Linked DNA regions of Mus musculus: region 1 is linked to region 2. The links are chromatin contacts, called in public Hi-C maps. All regions are on one chromosome and are shown on one strand. The core of a region is the stretch at or near the end of the contact, and the rest is flanking DNA. Distances in the headings are between cores, read along the strand shown.

Region 1 (4,130 bases), core at 573-3,072, 100 kb after region 2:
GCTCTGACCCAAGGAAACCTTCAAGTTGAAGGGGTTTAGGAATTCACGCAGGAGGCCACATACCTTTGTAAAATTAGCAAAGCCATTTTACTTCGTATTGTCTCTCTTCAGTAAGGGCCCCACATAGGTTTCGGGATACTAAAAGCACGCCCCCTCCCCCACCCAAGGAGCCGAGAAAATTTCACCCACTCACCTCCAGACTCTGGTCCTGGGGCACGGTTTCACAGAGCAGGTGGTGAACTTCTTCAGGTCCCCATCCCTCATGCACACAAGCATTCACACACGCCAGCGCCGGGAGAGACAGAGGTACAGAGGAGCAAGCTTAAGCGCCTGGGCCCAGTGTACAGTTCCTGTACTTCTCCACAGTGGTGGGCCCCTGGCTGAGGAGGGATATGAGATGAATTCCTGGGTGCAGACATTGGGAGTCCCCCAGAGGGCTCGGGTCAGCCTCTGCTACTGAGATCCAGGGAGGGTCTGGTGATGGGTTTGAGCAGAAGGGTGAGTCCCAGCACAACAATGCAGGGCAAACTGGGGTCCTGTTTGGGGCATCAGGTGGCAAGTTCCAGGACCCATTGCCCTCCAGAATCTGTCTGTCTATCCATCTCTCCCTCCCTCCTTCCTTACTTCCCTCCCTTCTCTATTTCCCCTGAGGTTATACTCCTCTATGTTTACTGCTCAGATCTGAAACCTGAGTTTTCTAAACTCACTCCACTCCCTTCCTTGCCCTCGGTTCCGCATCTGGGCCAGCAGCAGGTCTAAGCTGACAGCACCTGCCCAGTAATGAGACCCACAGTCTTTTGAAATGCGAACTTTTGCAGCGGCATTTCCAGGTCCCCCAGCCAGAGGCCCCCTCAAGCACTTGCTTCAGGGGAAGAGGAGGCTGGAACACCTACCGCACTCCTCAGGGATGGTGGAAGAGGGCAGGCTGGGTCCACCCATCATGTAAAAGGGCAGGCACACCTCTCCAGTAGGACAAGGAGGAGCTGATCCTCACACAACTATCTGCAACTAGTGAGGTCCGCTACCATACCCTCATGGGACTCTCCCAGCTCAGCTTCACAAAGAGCCCCTCTGAGTGTTTGATAAGTCCTGGACTAAGAGATGCCACGTACAGCGCTGGTCAGTCTGCCCCTAACCGCGGAGAAAGTCAAATCAAATCAAAGCCAGGCTTAAAAGACAATAAATACCTGGTGCAGGGAGTCGCCTCACCTCCTAGACCCCTATGCAGGTGCCTAGTGGGACCTACACGCCCACTCCACCCCATGCTACCGTCCCAAAGCACTCAGTACAGAACTGGGAATACGAAAGCCCAGAGGGTGGTGTGTTACCTAATAAAGTCAGTACCCAAAGGAAGTGCCCAGAGGCACTCAGAGGCTGTCCCCCCCTCTACCTCCCGCTCTACTATCCCTCCCTGCTTCTGGGACAGCGGTGGCGGGCGCGCGGACGAGGGGCCAAGGGAAGGTGACTGCAACTCCAAGAATCCAAGGGTGCGCTTGCAGAGGTCTCAGATCTGGATAGAGCGGTGTTTACGAAGTATGGACCGCGCAGACTCGACAGAATTGTTCACTTGGTTGGGGTCAGACCTGGGACTCTCGGTTGCAGAGAGAGGGAGCGCAAGTGAAATTGGAAAGCTTTAGGGGAAAGTACTGGGAAGCGAGCTTAGCCTTAAAGGTAGGACCAGGAGCCGGAGAGGGGAGGGGCTGAAGCGGGGCTGGAAGTGGGCTCTCCCTATTGGGATTGTCTGGGCGGGGCCGAAGGCGGAACGGGCGTGGCTTGGGCTGGGGGTGGGGCCAAAAGGGGCGGGAGCGGGGTCGGGAAAGAGGGGGCTGGGGTCGGGCCGGGGGGCGTGCGGCGGGCGGGCCTGACGTCTGCTGCGTCCCGCTCCGAGTTTGCTCTCCATCACTCCTGGCAAGTGTCTGGCCGCGCCGAACCGAGCGCGAAGGTCTCGGAGGTCCGGGCAACTGTCCCATCTGCACCTGCGGGAACCTCGCGCCCCGCACCTGGCGCGACTGGGTTGTGGTGCTCCGCTGTCCTCTGGGGGTATGGCGCCCGTGAAGACAGCGTCTACTGGCCGTAAGGGCCGCCTGTGAGTCGAAGATCCCAGGACCGAGTGGGAGCGCGACCGCGCGCACTATGCCTGTCGGGGTGGAGGCGAGGGCGTCTTGGCGCGTGGTGGCCCTGACGCTGCTGCTGCTCCCCGCCGTGCCTGCAGCCTCCCAGCCGCTACCCCCGCGCCCGCTGCAGCCGAGCATGTGAGTAGCGCGAGTCGTGAGGCTCCTGGCGGCGAAGCTGACCCGGACAGAACTCGGGGCTTTGTCCCTGGGGCCACAAACAATGGGCTCTTTGCTTTAACTGAGGAGGGGATGGTCTAGACCCGGGGTCCCGGACTGGATTTGGTGCCCTCGAGTCTGCCGCAGGGCCCATAGCCTCCGGGTTCCCGCCCCTGCAGCAAGGGTCCTGCAGACTTAGACGGATGCCGAACTCCGGAGAGGTGAGGAATCCAAGCCCCTGCGGCGCAGGGTCCAGCTGGGGAGCCAGCTTGGAGGCGGCCGAGAGGAAGCAGCCTGGTCCCACTTCCTCCCCAAGCTAGTCTCCTGGGGTCCGAGGGCCTGCGCAGGGGCGGGGGTGCCCAGAGGGGGCTGCCAGCACTGTTTTGTGTGTTAAACACGTGCGCTCTGGGGCCTCGGGAGAAGGAATTCAGTACTAGAATGGGCAGGAAGAGAGGGTCAGGGAGCCAGCGGCGACGGATTTAATTTTGAAAGATGATTCCCCAACAGGCCGGTTAGCGGTCTCTCTTAAACTGCAAAGCGATCCCCCTCTGTTGGCCTCAAAGGAAAACTGGTGCGAAGTGAGACTGAGAGTGGATGTACAGATGAGAGGCCTGCCCCCCCTCACCAGCCCTTCCCCGCAGGGTGCAAGGTGGAGCCTTGTAAACTTGGCAAGGCTGCTGGGGCGGCACGGGGAGTGGACCAGGGACCCTTCAGGCCCTGGTTGGGGCTTCCATTCTGCCAGTTCGGGCATCTTCTCACCCACAGAGGAGACTTGCTGCTTCTGTCCAGGGCTGGCACTGACCGGTCCACTATGTACCTGGCCGTGAGGACAGTGTCATGATTCCCTGGGGAATGAGAGGACAAGCTTCCTACTGGGACAGGTGCCCTCGGGACCTCCTCCCTGGGTCTTGCTTTGGTCTTTGTGGCCATTACAAAAAAGAGCTGGATCTGAGTTGGGGTCCTCTCGTCTATGAACAGAAGCAACCTATGTCCCCGACTTCCGCTGCTCCTTCCTCTTAACTGAGTTTGTTCCTAGGGAGCTTCGGTCCTAGAATGATTATTGCACTAAGCGTGGTGGGCTAGGGCTGCCAGCCTGCCTGTCTCTTTCATGGTTGAGAGGGGCTGCAGACACGGTCTTCCCGAGGTTGGGTGGATGCAATCTGGCACGAGTGGAAACTGTTGCTGGCCCTTTATGGGTTCCCCACCCTGCTCTGTCCGTTCCTGCTGATCTCCCTGGGAGTGGAGCCAAGGGCTTGCTGCCTGTGTCCTGCTCACCTGGGCCCAGGAAGCCTTTAGCTGTTAAAAAAGCTGTTGGAATTAGCTGTGAATGGGTAGCGGGAGAGCCTGACTCTTCTTCCTCTTGATGCAATTTCCAGAGACTGCCTTCCCTTCTTCCTGCAGAAGTGGCTGCATCTCTGCAGCCTGTGCATCCACTTGCTGGCTCTTCTGTGTCCCAATAAACCTGTGTTCTCAGATTGTCCACTTTGGGTGGGTCTGAGTTCCAGGTTGGGCTAAAACCCTGGCTCTCTTCCCCAGACCTACATCTCTTGGGCATCTGCACATGGGCTCTAGCTGGCTGGGCCATCGAGGCAGTTTCATTTGGCCAGACCAGTGGTGATTTATCTCCGTGGGCTTTGTAGGAGGGGCTGCTTAATTTGCTGAACACATGCACAGCAGGTGGAAGCCATGAGAACCAGCTTTTAGAGGTGACCTCGCAGGTTTGCTCTTAGTTCCTTGGAGGAGCAGGGGAGGGGTTCTGGGAAGGCAGCCGAGGACCCTAGGAAATACTTCTTGGCTGATCCTCTCTGCCCTGCTGCCTTTCTCTCCTGGGGAGTTCTGATGAGCTGGCAGGGCCTGGCA
Region 2 (3,774 bases), core at 738-3,237:
ACCATGCTCCCTTGTGACAGTTAATGAAGCTGAGGCCAGAGATGGTAAGCTGTTAACAAAACAGGAATGGGCAGGTGGTGCTCACACACCAAATCTTTCCTTTGCAAGGGACAGTGGGGGATTCTGACCACCCTAACCCTATATAGCTTATGGTTCTCCACAATGGAGTATGCAGAAATAGCATATACCATAGGCAAATGCAATGAAGGGAGGGCAGGGAGAGGCGCCATGACATAGTCCCTTCCCTCCTGTTTAAAAAGCAAGAGATACTCACTATAGGGACCCCACAGAAGGCTTCAGGGACTGTTTTGAAAAGCTGAGAGAGCCTAAGAGGGGGAGCAGCTGAGGGAGAGCTAATGGCCACACCAGCAGGTTGGTGTGACTTTCGGGAGGGGGGGTGACCACTGTCTGCTGGTGTGTGGGATCCTCATCCTAACATTCTGGAGGAAGGAGCCACAGCCTCATCCCCAGGATACATGGGGGACTCTGAGACTTGGACAGGGTACACCTGACCTCTGCACATCCAAATCTGGGCTTTGGTTTTTTGCAACGGCCTCTCCTCAAGTTAGTACACTGCAGCCTGGTCTCCATCTGTGCAGGCTGGGGACAGAGTAGCAGGAGTAGCTGGTTCCCTGGGGAAAGGCCAATAAACAGCTACACACACACACCTGTCCTTCAGCAGCAGCAGCAGCCTGCAGGTGTTGGGGGTCTACAGCCTGCACTTGGTAAAAAGCACACTAGCTCTGTAATTACTGTGGCTCCCTAGGAAGGACACGGGGTGGCATGAAGTTCACAGTGCGAGGTGCCCCTCCCGACATTAAGTAAATTCATATACAGTGACAGTGAAGTGCCCTGGGCTCTTGCTTATCCACAAATGAAGGTTTCCCAGCAAGCCCCAGGCTCAGACAATTGCAAAGGCCTAACGGTGAAGGGAACCCAGCTCATCCTGAGCTCAGAGAGACTCAACCTGAGGCCAATCAGGCAACTTCCTGGTAAAGGTGACAGTCCCAAGCATTACCAAACATCTCCCGAGTGCCCATTGTTTGTGAGGCCTAGCTACCTAAAGAAAATAGACTGAGGGGTGGAGGTGGCCAACACCCCCATGAAACAGGCCTTGCCCACAGTGGGTTGGGGAGACACTGAGACCAAAGTCACCAGGGGCGGAAAAAGGAGATTAGCCTTTGAAGGCTGGCCCTTGGCTCCCTGTTCTGGCTCAGGAATTCAGGCTGGATTCCCCTAAATTGGACCACCTGCCAGGTTTGTCTACCACTGACTTACCACTCAACCCCCAGATGCCAGCTGTGTGGTAGAGAGCCAGCAAGGTCAGAGGCCCCTTATTCTAGCATGGTTGCTCATTACCAGGTAAGGTAATTTGTGGGTTGGCACAGCTGCTGGGGCTCATGGACCTGGAGTCTCCTACAGAGTTAACCTTTCCCTCCAGTGCTCTAGCTCATGAACAATGACCTAAGAGGGGGTCATAGACCCACCAAGGCAGGAGCCAAGATGGGCTGGGAGCAAGTCAGGTGTAATGGTGCCTAAGGCCACATTCCTGGGAAGCCCAAACATGCCTGGAGGGAGAAAGGGTGCATCAGCTTCACCTCCGTGTTCTTATCAGGATGGAGCCAGGCTCAGGGCACAGCTCAGCCACAGGGAGGGGCATCAGAGCTCCCCTCACCCACCCACTCCTGAGCAATGAGGCTTCAAACCTCGCCTGACCACAGTGCCCATCCCTGGAGCCCTGCTGTGACCCTGAAGGCAATTGTCCTTTCCATCCCTGTCCTCTGAGGACCTAGGATAATTGGTTACAACCCCAAACCATGCACTAACACTACCAAGGTGTGGTCAGAGGTAGCTGAGGCCTGACCCTCCTCCCCAGAAGGTGGCACTGTTTTCCATGGCCTGGAGTGGGACCCTAGGAGGTCTAGGGAAAGCTAAGGATAGTTGCAGAGTAGCCGGGCTGGTAAGGATGAGCCACTGAATGCCCCACCCTGGGGAGGAGCTTAAAGCGCCTGGAGCTGTCCCTGGTACCAACTCAGCAGCTGCGGAAAGGCTGTCTCCTCTCAGAGAAAGAATCAGAGTTGAGAGAGTCATCTCTGGTGGGACACGTCTCCCACCCGGTCAGGGTGGAAGGAAAATCCAAGCCCATGAAGATACATGGCTCCTTCACTTCTGCACCCTTGAATGCCGTCTTGAATCCAATGATCGTGGGGCTTTGGGCGCACACACCTACCAGCCCCACCCCGGCCACAGGTTAAGTTTGTGGTAGTCCATTTTAGCCAGAGGTGGGGAATTTCAGCGAGAGATACCAAAGCTTTCCCACACCTCCGAAGATCAGGTGGTAAAAACAACACTCCAGGATATCGAGTCTCCGGGAGACTAGGAAGTTGCCAGCGCTCCCCTTCCTACACAGGGTCAGACTCTGTTTCCAGAATGTCATGTGGGGATGCTTCCTCCCTGCTGCCCTCCTCCTGCCTCTCCTTCCCTAGAACCGCTAGATGGATGTGTTTCAACAGATTCCGAGCTGATAAAATCTTATTTATCTTCGGCTGTTGACACAGCGCCGTCCAGACTTGCCTGCGCGGATGCGTGTGTTCCGCGGGGCTTGCAGGAAATACTTTGCCCAACATCGGAGCGGAGCAGACGTCCCTCCTGCCACGGCTGCTATCCTGACCCCTCCTCCTCCTTCTCTCCCTCCCTCCCCCCCCCGCGCCCCCCCTCGCCACCCCCCCCGCCACCCCCCACCCCCCCCCCCCCGCCACAGTCCAAGATGGGCCGGGCCTGGCTGGAAGCCCCTAGCCTGGCAGGACCGGTGCAGGGTGGTGGGTGAGAGGGCGGGCGGGGGCGGGCGCGGCACAGGGCTGTTAATTTCCTCGCACCCGCTCCCGGCAGCTGGGTGCCCGGCACAGGCAGGTTTGGGCAGGAGGACAGTGGGAAGGTGATAATAACTTGTCTGTCATTTTCCCGGGACATGTAGTATCTTGCAAACCGCAAATACCGTTAACCAGCTTGGGTGAATCTGTTAGGACAGATTCAGAACGAAAGGCTGTGGTGGGGGCTTTTTAAAAATACTTTTTTTTGTAGCCCACTTTGTGTGTGTGTGTGTGTGTGTGTGTGTGTGTGTGTGTGTGTGTGTGTGTATACGTGTGTGTGAGAGTTTCTGATCTCTGAGGCCGTAGACCCCTTTGAGAATCATCTCTGGGATCACAGGCTTTTACTCTTCCTAGGGCAGATCCACAGAGCAGGGCACAGGTCTGGTAGACTCAGTCTGATCTCTCAAATCTGGAGGAACCCAGGTCCACAGCCCCTGAATATGACTCCCCACCATGTTTTCGTTTCTCTTGGAGAAATGCCACTGCGAGAGGAGCAACCTATGGATCCTATCATCCAAGAAGAGGTCCTGGGGCAGCCCCTTTGTGGGTACATCTTGGCCTTGACTCGCACAATTTACATTGTTCAATTATTCGGTCATTCAGGGAGCACCTGAGAGCAGGGGTGAGCTCTTGCACAGCTTAGGGAGCCCCGATAGAACCTTAGGGAGGGAATGATGCTCGGGTAACCGTCACCGGACTGGCACCATCAAGCCAGGATGCAGGCTGAGGGCAAGGAGGCTCCATGTTCTATAAACACATCATTGGAGGCCCCAGTGCCTGCCCCTGCCAAGTGTGCAGGAAAGAGGCTGTAGTTGTTCCTAAAGAACAGCGGTCTGAAAGAAGATAAAGGACACTCCGGGAGGCAGATGTGAAGTCTGACTGATTGCTCTGTGAGTGGAAGGCC

Evidence for each region. Hi-C and Micro-C count contacts between places; a contact is called where the count stands out from the background.
Region 1: a contact with region 2 is called in a Hi-C map of differentiating embryonic stem cells, with 3 times the contacts expected there. The contact joins the promoter of Megf6 here to the enhancer-like site in region 2. A contact is called at or near these places in 23 of 484 Hi-C or Micro-C datasets (the CH12 cell line, the G1E-ER4 cell line, the MNK3 cell line and 14 more), 16 of 115 datasets of contacts at active chromatin or transcription factors (craniofacial prominence, double positive thymocytes, embryonic forebrain and 8 more) and 3 of 9 other capture datasets (adipose tissue, liver and pancreatic islet).

The regions. Positions count from the first base shown.
Region 1 is chr4:154,168,891-154,173,020 of GRCm38.p6, forward strand. It overlaps Megf6 (multiple EGF-like-domains 6), which reads left to right and starts at 1,823. Exons shown (of 37, transcript NM_001162977.1): 1 at 1,823-2,252. The coding sequence starts at 2,134.
Region 2 is chr4:154,069,149-154,072,922 of GRCm38.p6, forward strand. The region is part of intron 4 of Trp73 (transformation related protein 73); the gene reads right to left. Among named protein-coding and RNA genes, the nearest start is that of Ccdc27, 28 kb to the left of the region's middle. Within about 2 kb of position 1,988, at least 26 of the 459 cell types and tissues checked have an H3K27ac peak or open chromatin away from gene starts, as enhancers often do. A contact at or near this core is called in craniofacial prominence and differentiating embryonic stem cells, where this site is marked.